2 separate regions of the Culex quinquefasciatus genome follow, and region 2 is linked to region 1. The links are chromatin contacts, called in public Hi-C maps. All regions are on one chromosome and are shown on one strand. Each heading gives the region's core, a stretch centred on a gene start, on an enhancer-like site or on the middle of the called end of the contact. The rest is flanking DNA. Distances are from core to core; before and after follow the strand shown. Region 1 holds the start of LOC6043083 (segmentation polarity homeobox protein engrailed). Region 2 holds the start of LOC6052961 (homeobox protein invected).

The links. A called contact is a pair of places that touch in the nucleus more often than the background predicts.
Region 2: a contact with region 1 is called in a Hi-C map of whole body, with 7 times the contacts expected there. The contact joins the promoter of LOC6052961 here to the promoter of LOC6043083 in region 1. A contact is called at or near these places in 2 of 2 Hi-C or Micro-C datasets (both in whole body).

Annotation. Positions count from the first base shown.
Region 1 is chr2:205,722,784-205,726,946 of VPISU_Cqui_1.0_pri_paternal, forward strand. It overlaps LOC6043083 (segmentation polarity homeobox protein engrailed), which reads left to right and starts at 1,897. Exons shown (of 3, transcript XM_001855475.2): 1 at 1,897-3,525. The coding sequence starts at 2,376.
Region 2 is chr2:205,912,409-205,916,571 of VPISU_Cqui_1.0_pri_paternal, forward strand. LOC6052961 (homeobox protein invected) reads right to left here and starts at 1,987. Exons shown (of 4, transcript XM_038256201.1): 1 at 197-1,987. The coding sequence starts at 1,568.

The DNA.
Region 1 (4,163 bases), core at 647-3,146:
GGTAAGTTGATGGTGTCGAATTAGTAAACATTGATGTTTTCCATTTTGAAAACATGTACAGCAAAATCAAAATAAATGTCGACGATTTTGGAAACATTTAAATATATACAAATTCAACGACAAAGAGTTTTCAGATTTGTTACAGAATTTATATTATATTATTGTGCGCTCTTAAAAACCATATTTATTAGCATAATTATATAGCAGAAACGTATAGTTGTACAATGTTTAATTTAAAGCAAACCCTAGTTGTCAAATAATTTCGTCAATTTTCTTATTATATACGTGCCAACATTTCGCAAATGGAACGATTAGGATAAACTATTCCGGAAGTTTAATTTTAAATTTACAGAAAATAATTTCGATTTTGTTTGGAAGTTTAAAAAAAGCTGTAATTTGGATCATTTTACTATAAAACGTTTGATTAAATACAAATAAAAAATGCTTTATGTTACAACAAATTTAAGCGCATTCCTAATTATTTGGTTATTATCAACTATTCCTTGGCCTTTCTGTTAATTTGTCAAATCTAACACCATTCCATTAGTCTTCATCAGCTTTTTCGCCGGCCCTCCCAAAATGACCAAATTTGATTGCCAATAAATAACCTTTACGGCCCAATCAATTCTGCCGTCTAGGCCCCATTACTGACCAGGCTGGCCACTCACGCGAAAAATTTCACCCCGTCCAAGCCACGCATCAATCCCGATCCCGCGTAATTGATTTGCACCTTTGTCGGGCCGACGCGTCGCGTCCCGGCAAAAAACTTCAAACCTTGGCCGTGAAGCGGCGCTGCCGTCGGCACCACCTTCTCATAATTAGCATATATGCAGATAATGATTTAATAAATTGACGACCACCGCGCCACATCCATCGCGAATGACAGCTTAATTTTTTGTCCCGTCCCCGCCCCCCTCCTTGCCACAAGTTTTGCCGAAGAGTTTGAAGTGATTAGTTTTTGACAGCTCGAAAACCGAGCGACTGACAAACGGTGGACTCCCAAGCTCTCGCAACGCTAATTGAATACACATAACCTACCGCAGCGCAGCGCAGCGGATCGGACTCTCTTCAATTGTTTGCCCGATGCAGGTCCGACTTGTCGGAGCGACGCGGCTTGAAGAGAGACGAGGTTCGCTTGCACACATATATTTACATTAAGTAGTTAATTTTGAAATTATACAATTATAAAAATAACATCTCGATTTGCCCGGCGCAGCGGCCGCGCCGCAACATGGGTGGTCGCGGGTTCGATTCCCTCTCCAACCGGACAAAACGAGCAGCAAAAAAACCGACCTAATCCCACGCGACCGAGGGGTGGGGTTAGCGCGAAGAGAAGAGAGCGAGAGAGATTGAGCGAACGAATCTTGATTGAAGTAATAAAGTTGTATGAATGTAGCGGCATACCGATCGCGCGAAAGCGTACACCCAAACGACGAACGTCGTGTGGGAAATGTGAACAGCGAAAAAGGGAACTAAGCCCGACGTCACGCACACAATCGAGACAGGCGAGCGCTCGTGATTCGTTTGTTTGGTCGTGTGCGTGCGCTCGGCCACGCCTACTGCGCAAGCTGTGTGCTGCCACCAATACAAGCAAGGACCAATTAGCACTGAAATATGTCTGTGTTGATGAATTTATTTGTGTTGCGTCTCGCTTGCGCCCAAGGCGCACGGGTTAGGCGGTCTCGCTCTCGCTCGCAGTGGTTGCTGCGGTTTGCGCGTGTGTGCGTTGTGTAAACTGATCCGGCGGACGAGCTCGAGGCTGGGAAAGAGAGCGAGCGATGTGAGCTTGCGGGGGTGAGCGAGATGCAGTGAGTGAGCGTTAATAGAGATACCAGAGTGGAGAAGCTGTGTAGCCTGGGCGCAAAAAACAAACCAGTCAGTTTGGTTGAGCTCTCACTCAGCTGTCAGTCACAGAGGCTCAGATCACAGGTGACATTTGACTATGTCACATCACAATTTATAATAGAAGATAGCTCGTCGCTCGTACGCTCGCTCGTGTTCGCTCTCGAGTGTTTGTGTCGGATTGCCGTGGTCGTCGAAGATCGGATCATCTTTCTCGATTCCGCTTTGGTGCGGCGTTTTCGGACAATTGGGATCAGCCGCGTGTGTTTGTTTTTCGGACTGACGTGATTTTCGGTCCGCACCCTTCGTGTTACTTCGTCGGAGTCGTTCCTCGTGGACGCACACGTGTGTTTGGGCTTAAGGAATTTCTTTGAGTCGCTTGAGTGTTGATGACAAGTTCCAGTGACGATCAAGTGAGATTGCCTAGTGAAGTGTTAGGAGGGATTGAAGTACTCAGTGTGTGAATAACTTTAAAAAAATAAAAACCAAGTGTAAACCAAGTGTAAGCCTAGTGTGAGACTTGAAGTGTCAGTATGGCATTGGAAGACCGTTGCAGTCCCCAGAGTGCACCCAGTCCGCCCCATCACCATCACCACAGCCAAAGTCCGGTCAATTCCGCCACGATGATCAACGGAGTTTCGCCTACCCGCGAAGAGATGTCGCCACTGGTTCCGATGTCTCCAATACACATCAAGCAGGAGGTCGGCGATCAGAGCCCCGCTCCACCACCCCAGCATACCAGCATTTCGTTTTCGATCTCGAACATCCTGAGCGAAAGCTTCGGCAAGGGGCCCCAAACCGCTACCCAGCAGCCGGTTAGTCCCATGGCAAGTCCACCATGCAGCTCAGACTCCGGTAGCCCCAACGGGCCAGCCCCGCACCATCTCCCTCACCATCATCACAGTAGCTTCCATGTTCAGCAACGTGCCCTGGAAAGGCGAGAAAGTCTGTTCCGTCCGTACGACATCAGCAAGTCCCCACGGTTATGTTCCAGCAACGGTAGCAGTAGCCACAACCCGTACCATACGGACAGTGAATCCCAGGACTCGACCTGCTACGAACCCCAAACGGCCGCTGCCGCAGCTACCGCCGCCAGCATGCTCATGTTCAACAACAACAACCCGTACCACCCGCGAATCCCAACCCTGTACGACTTCAGCACCAAAACCATCCCCAGCATAGACCCCCGGAACCCGCTCCTGAACAGCTTCAGCGCCACCAGCTACCCCAAACTGCACGAAGAGATCATCAACAGCCACCGCAAGTTTCAGCAGAAACTGCTGGAGAACCAGGCCAAAGCGGCCGCCGCAGCCTCAATCCACCCGCACTCGATGCCCCCGCTAGGATCCCTCTGTAAAACGGTGTCCCAAATCGGTCAGCACGTAGCCTCGAACCCCGCCCCGTCCAACGACTCGCGTAGTTCCGTGTGCAGCAGTGCCTCGCCAAAGCTGAGCCCGCGACCGATCCCGAAACCGACGGCAACGGTCGCCACGAGCCTGCCCGGAAATGGTGGGGGTGAGAGTCGGGCGAATGGGGATTCCGGAAATCAGAACAACAACAACGATGGTGCCTCGTCGGATGATGCGCGATCGGAGACGGGGAGTAGCAAGGATGGCGAGGGCAACGGAAATCTGTGGCCGGCGTGGGTGTATTGTACGCGGTACAGCGATCGACCAAGTTCCGGTAAGTTTCAGTCACGGTTGATCGATCAGATCTTCATATCTCAACTCCATGACTGTCTGCAGTGCTCATTATGGTTTAGAATTTTGGCTAGGGGTTCTTCTGTAAAGCTCTACCAACTGAAAAAAACCTAAATTGACGGTGTACAAGTTTGGGTTGATCATCCAGATCTTCATGATCTCAACTCTGAAGAGATATTGAGTGCTAAATTTGCTCTAGAATTTTGGATTCCAGTTTTGTTTGGTACACTGAAGTTATCTACCAATTCAAAATGCCGACAGAAACGATGTTATACGCATCGGTTGATCGACCAGATCTCCAATATCTCAACTCCATGACTGCTCAATGAGTTCATTTTGCTTCAAAATTTCTGGATTGAGTTCGGTTAAGTACACTGTAGTTCTGTAAAGTTCAAAAAACTTAAAAGACAGTGTACAAGCTTCGGTTGATCTTCTAGATCTTCAAGATCTTATCTTAAAAACAGTTTAGAGAGATTCAGTCAGCTCAAAAAAGCTCAGTTTAGTTCAGTGTATGTTTGTGAAGCTCTACCCACTCAAGCAACCTTTCAAGACATTGTTTACGTCTCAGTTGATCCTCCAGATCTTCATGATCCAAACTCTAGATCAGCTAGGACAGCTTAC
Region 2 (4,163 bases), core at 737-3,236, 190 kb after region 1:
TCCATCACCTTGCGCACTTCAGCAGGTTTTCATTTTCATTATCACATCGTCAAGTACCCCCTCGCGCTAATCGTGGCAACGACGGAAACAACCGTATCGGGTCGGAATTTTAAACATTCCTTCATTGTCCGGACGTTCCCCCGGTTTCGCCGTTTTTTCGCGGAATTGCGTCAACAAAAAGCGGGACGCCACTCACCTGAACTAGGACGATCACTGTAGCGGGTACAGTAGACCCAGGCCGGCCACACCATCGGCCCTCCGCTACCACTGGTGGTAGTCGTGCTACCGCTCGTCCCCTCGCCGGTTTTGCTGGAACCGGTCGAGGACTGCGGCGACGCGGGCACATCCACTTCACTTCCACTGGCACTAGAACTGCTGCTGTTGAAGGAGCGGCTGGGGCCGCTACTGTTGGTGCCGCTGCAACCAGCCGCGCTGGTCATGACAGACGTCAGATCCATAGCGGCCGGTGCCGCGGAGGTCGCGGGCTTTTCAGCCGACGGCTTTTTCGCGTAGCTTTTTCCGCTTCTTTTTAGCGGATCCGTAATGCGGCGGCCAAAGTCCGCCTTCAGGATGTTGTCGATGCTGAACTTGAGGTTCTGGTCGTTGAGCGCAATGTTATTGTTCAGCTGGAGCAGATGGGCCGCGTGGTTGCCGGCTTGGAGCTGGTTGTTGGGTGGCGATTGGGAGCTTTCCCGGGAGGTCATACTGGTTAGGCTGGATGGGGAGGTCAGCTTGCTGATGTCACTGTTGAGGTTCTGCGTGATCTGCGAGATGGCACTCAGGTGCGAGTGGATCCCGCGGAACGAGGAAGACTCCGGAGGTGACCGGACGCTTCGTTCGTCCGACCAGCGGTTCGGATCCGGATAGAGATCTCCCACGCCTCGTATGTGCGGTCGAAAGCCTAATTTTTGCTCTTCCGTGAACATTGGCTTGCCGGGACTTCGGTTGTCCTGCAACCGGGTCACCAAACCGAGCGTTGGATCCAACGGTTTGGGACTCAGGTTAAGTCCCCGAGCCGCGGCCACAATCTGCATCTGCTGGCGCATCAACTCTTCAGCGTACAGCTGCGAATTTCTTAGGAACTCCTCGTGCAACCTCGTCGGACTTGGCCGCATCACCGGTATCTTCATGTACTCTTCCGACGGCTCCTTTGAACTCGAATACCGCGACGAATCGTTACTCACTTCTTCACCCACTTCAACGCTGTGTCTATCGATCAACTTTTCTACATCCAGCCCGCCTATCCGCGAACTGGCCACACTTCTGTTCTCGTCACCGTTCATCGTTTTGTCACTTCCGTCCAGGTCCACTTCCTGTCCGACGGACAGCTCACTATCCTCACTACAACAGCTCATCCGGTCATCTTCCTTGGGCTGACCGCCGGCCATCATCATCACCGACTCCGGACTAGACCGGGCCTCACTAACCGGACTGCTACGTTCCGTCGGTCCACTTCCGTACAGCACTTCCTTCCCGAGCAGCCCAGACATCATCAACCCGGTCTTGGCCAAGCTGGCCTTCAACGGCAACGGAATCAACGGCAGATTGTGTGACATGATGGTGGCCATCGCTACTGCATAACTCCGTCGGTTCGCAAACACTCGAGAGAAAACCGGAACCCTACCGGGAACAATAGTCGAAAGCGGTCCGCTCACCGGCTCTGTCACGGAACAATTGCGACCCGAAAGGATTATCGGTAATTAAATTCGCACCGTGTCACCAACACGATACCCAAGGGACCGCGGCAACAACAACAGAAAGAAGAAGAAAAACTAGTGTTATTATGTCTGTTACTATTTACCCCGCTTGCCCACCCCCGCACGCATACACACACACGTAACACGAACTACCAGAACGCTCCCCAAAACGGTTCCGAGCGGGGCAGGTGGGACGGAACAGGCGCGGCGACGGCGCGGAAAACCCTAGACGCAAACCGGCGACGGCACTTGACTGGGCACGGGCGTTCGGAATGGTCGTTCCATCACGGTACACGTAGACCAACTGAAAGTGGCCCCAACCGAACGTGCTCTCTCAAGTGGTAGTAGGCGTCGTCCCGTTCGCTAGTGTGCGTGCGTTGGGGATCGCAGCAAGCGAGCGCGATGCGGGCGTGGCCTGCACCGCGAAGCAGTGTGGGTGAAAAGGGAAACAAAAGAGAACTTGAACACAATGAAAGAGCGCGCGCTCTCGTTTTACGCGCTCTCTCTGTTTTATCGATTCTTCTTTCGGCACGATGAATTGAGGGGGGTTTGCTCTCATTCTCGCTCACGCCACGCTCAATAAGCCTAGCTCTTTCGCTCTCACTAAAAGGGCGCTACGCCCCTCACCGTGACGCCAACTTTGATCCCAAAAGGGCGAACGGGGAGAGCCCCCGCTCTAATAAGCTTCACAACAATTCCAGTTGGATTCCGATGAAGCCCTTTGCGTGTATTTGTGAGCGTCGCGGTTTGTGTGAGTGGCGGGGGGAGCACCAAAATGAAAATGTTTCTCTGTTTATTCAAACATTATGAAGCATTTATGTTATATGTTGTTCCCTTTTGCTTTCCTGATCGTTCTACCCCCACTCGTCTCGGCTTTCCTCAACCCAATGAAGCATAACCGGGGGGTTGTCCACCCTTTTGGAGCAGTTTATTCTCTGGTAAATCTGGATCGTTTGTGGACGACCGAGGGACATGGAGCGAGGACCGAGGAGGGGAACTTTTATCGTGTTGAAGAACCACTTTGCACCGAGACTCGGGACTCGTTGGCATGTTACGTTGAATAAATGTTTCACGTTGTCTCGCCCCTCGGCCACCCCTTTTCAGATGACGATGATGATGATTATGATTAAGATTTGATGGTTTCGTTCGTTTTTTTTTCGGGGGGAATATCGTAAAGATGGGAAATCGGGAAGAAGAGTCTCACCGAACAAGGACTGGTTTGCACGATTTAATTTTCGAAAGTGGCCGCGCGATGTTCTGGGAAAACGAGGACTTGTTTGTTCGGTACAAGTGGTGGTTTCCCAGCAGGTTAAGAATGACCCAAGTCTCTGAGGAACGAGTTACGAATACTCTACTGTAGCTGTTAAACGATTGGATGTCAAATCGCAACAGTTGTCAAAGCTACACGCTTATCAATTTTGGGTAAACTGGACGTAATGCTAAAACGGAAAAAAACTCTCACCGAAAAAAGAGAAAAAAAAACGGACATAAACAAGCCGCCTGTTTTGAAAATATTTGCGGGCCCACATGCGGTGCCAAACGCCGTAAATTATCCCGGCTAATCCTGTTGGGCAAATTAGAGATGCTTACAAGTCGGTAGAGGACAAAAATGTCATAACAAAAAAAACTGAGGCAGGTACACACATCAGCGGGTCCTAGCCACCGACCGTAACGAATCGATGAAGGTAACTTTCGGTACGGTTTGTCCTTTTCCTTTAAAAAAAAAGGTAAGACAGTGTTTTGAAAACAAGGCTGGATTTGTTGTTGAAATTTGATGTGTGTGTTTGGGCTTGAGTGTATTTAGTTTTGAACCTAGTGAACCTAGTTATAACAATATGCTTTTGAATATTTTTTTTAAATGCAATATTTATCAAACATGGCTTCTGCATCTACAGACCCCTCGATAATGTCAGTATTCTTTAACGTTTGTCAGCCCAATTGCACATTGCTTATTTAAAAAAAAGCCCAATTGAACAGAGTCCAATTACCGAACAAAAACTTTAATTTTATATAATTTAGCTACAATATAACAAAATTGTATATATTTCTATAAAAAAAAGTGCAAATCGGACAAACAAGTCAAGGTCATGCAAAAAAAAGTTACTTCCCAAAATCGTGGAAATTTTTCAAAAACAGCAATTTAACCACTTTGCTCGTGGTTCCCAATTTCATGAACGCTTGTTCACGATTTTTGGAGCTGATGTTTTTCCGTGTAAGTGTCATCTAATTTGCCTTAATTGGGTCCTAAAATTAAGCGTAGATTGCTGATATTATTGTTAACAGCGATAAAGCTTATTTTTCTGAGTACAACGACCTTTTGTACGACCACAAAAAGGTTAAATGGATTTTTAAATCAATTTTGAAAAATTAACCTCGTTCCAAAGGGACCAAAGTTGATCTATCGAAAAATGGCATTAAAATGAAAAAAGTAATTACAAATAATTTTCATTCTTTTTTTTTACCATT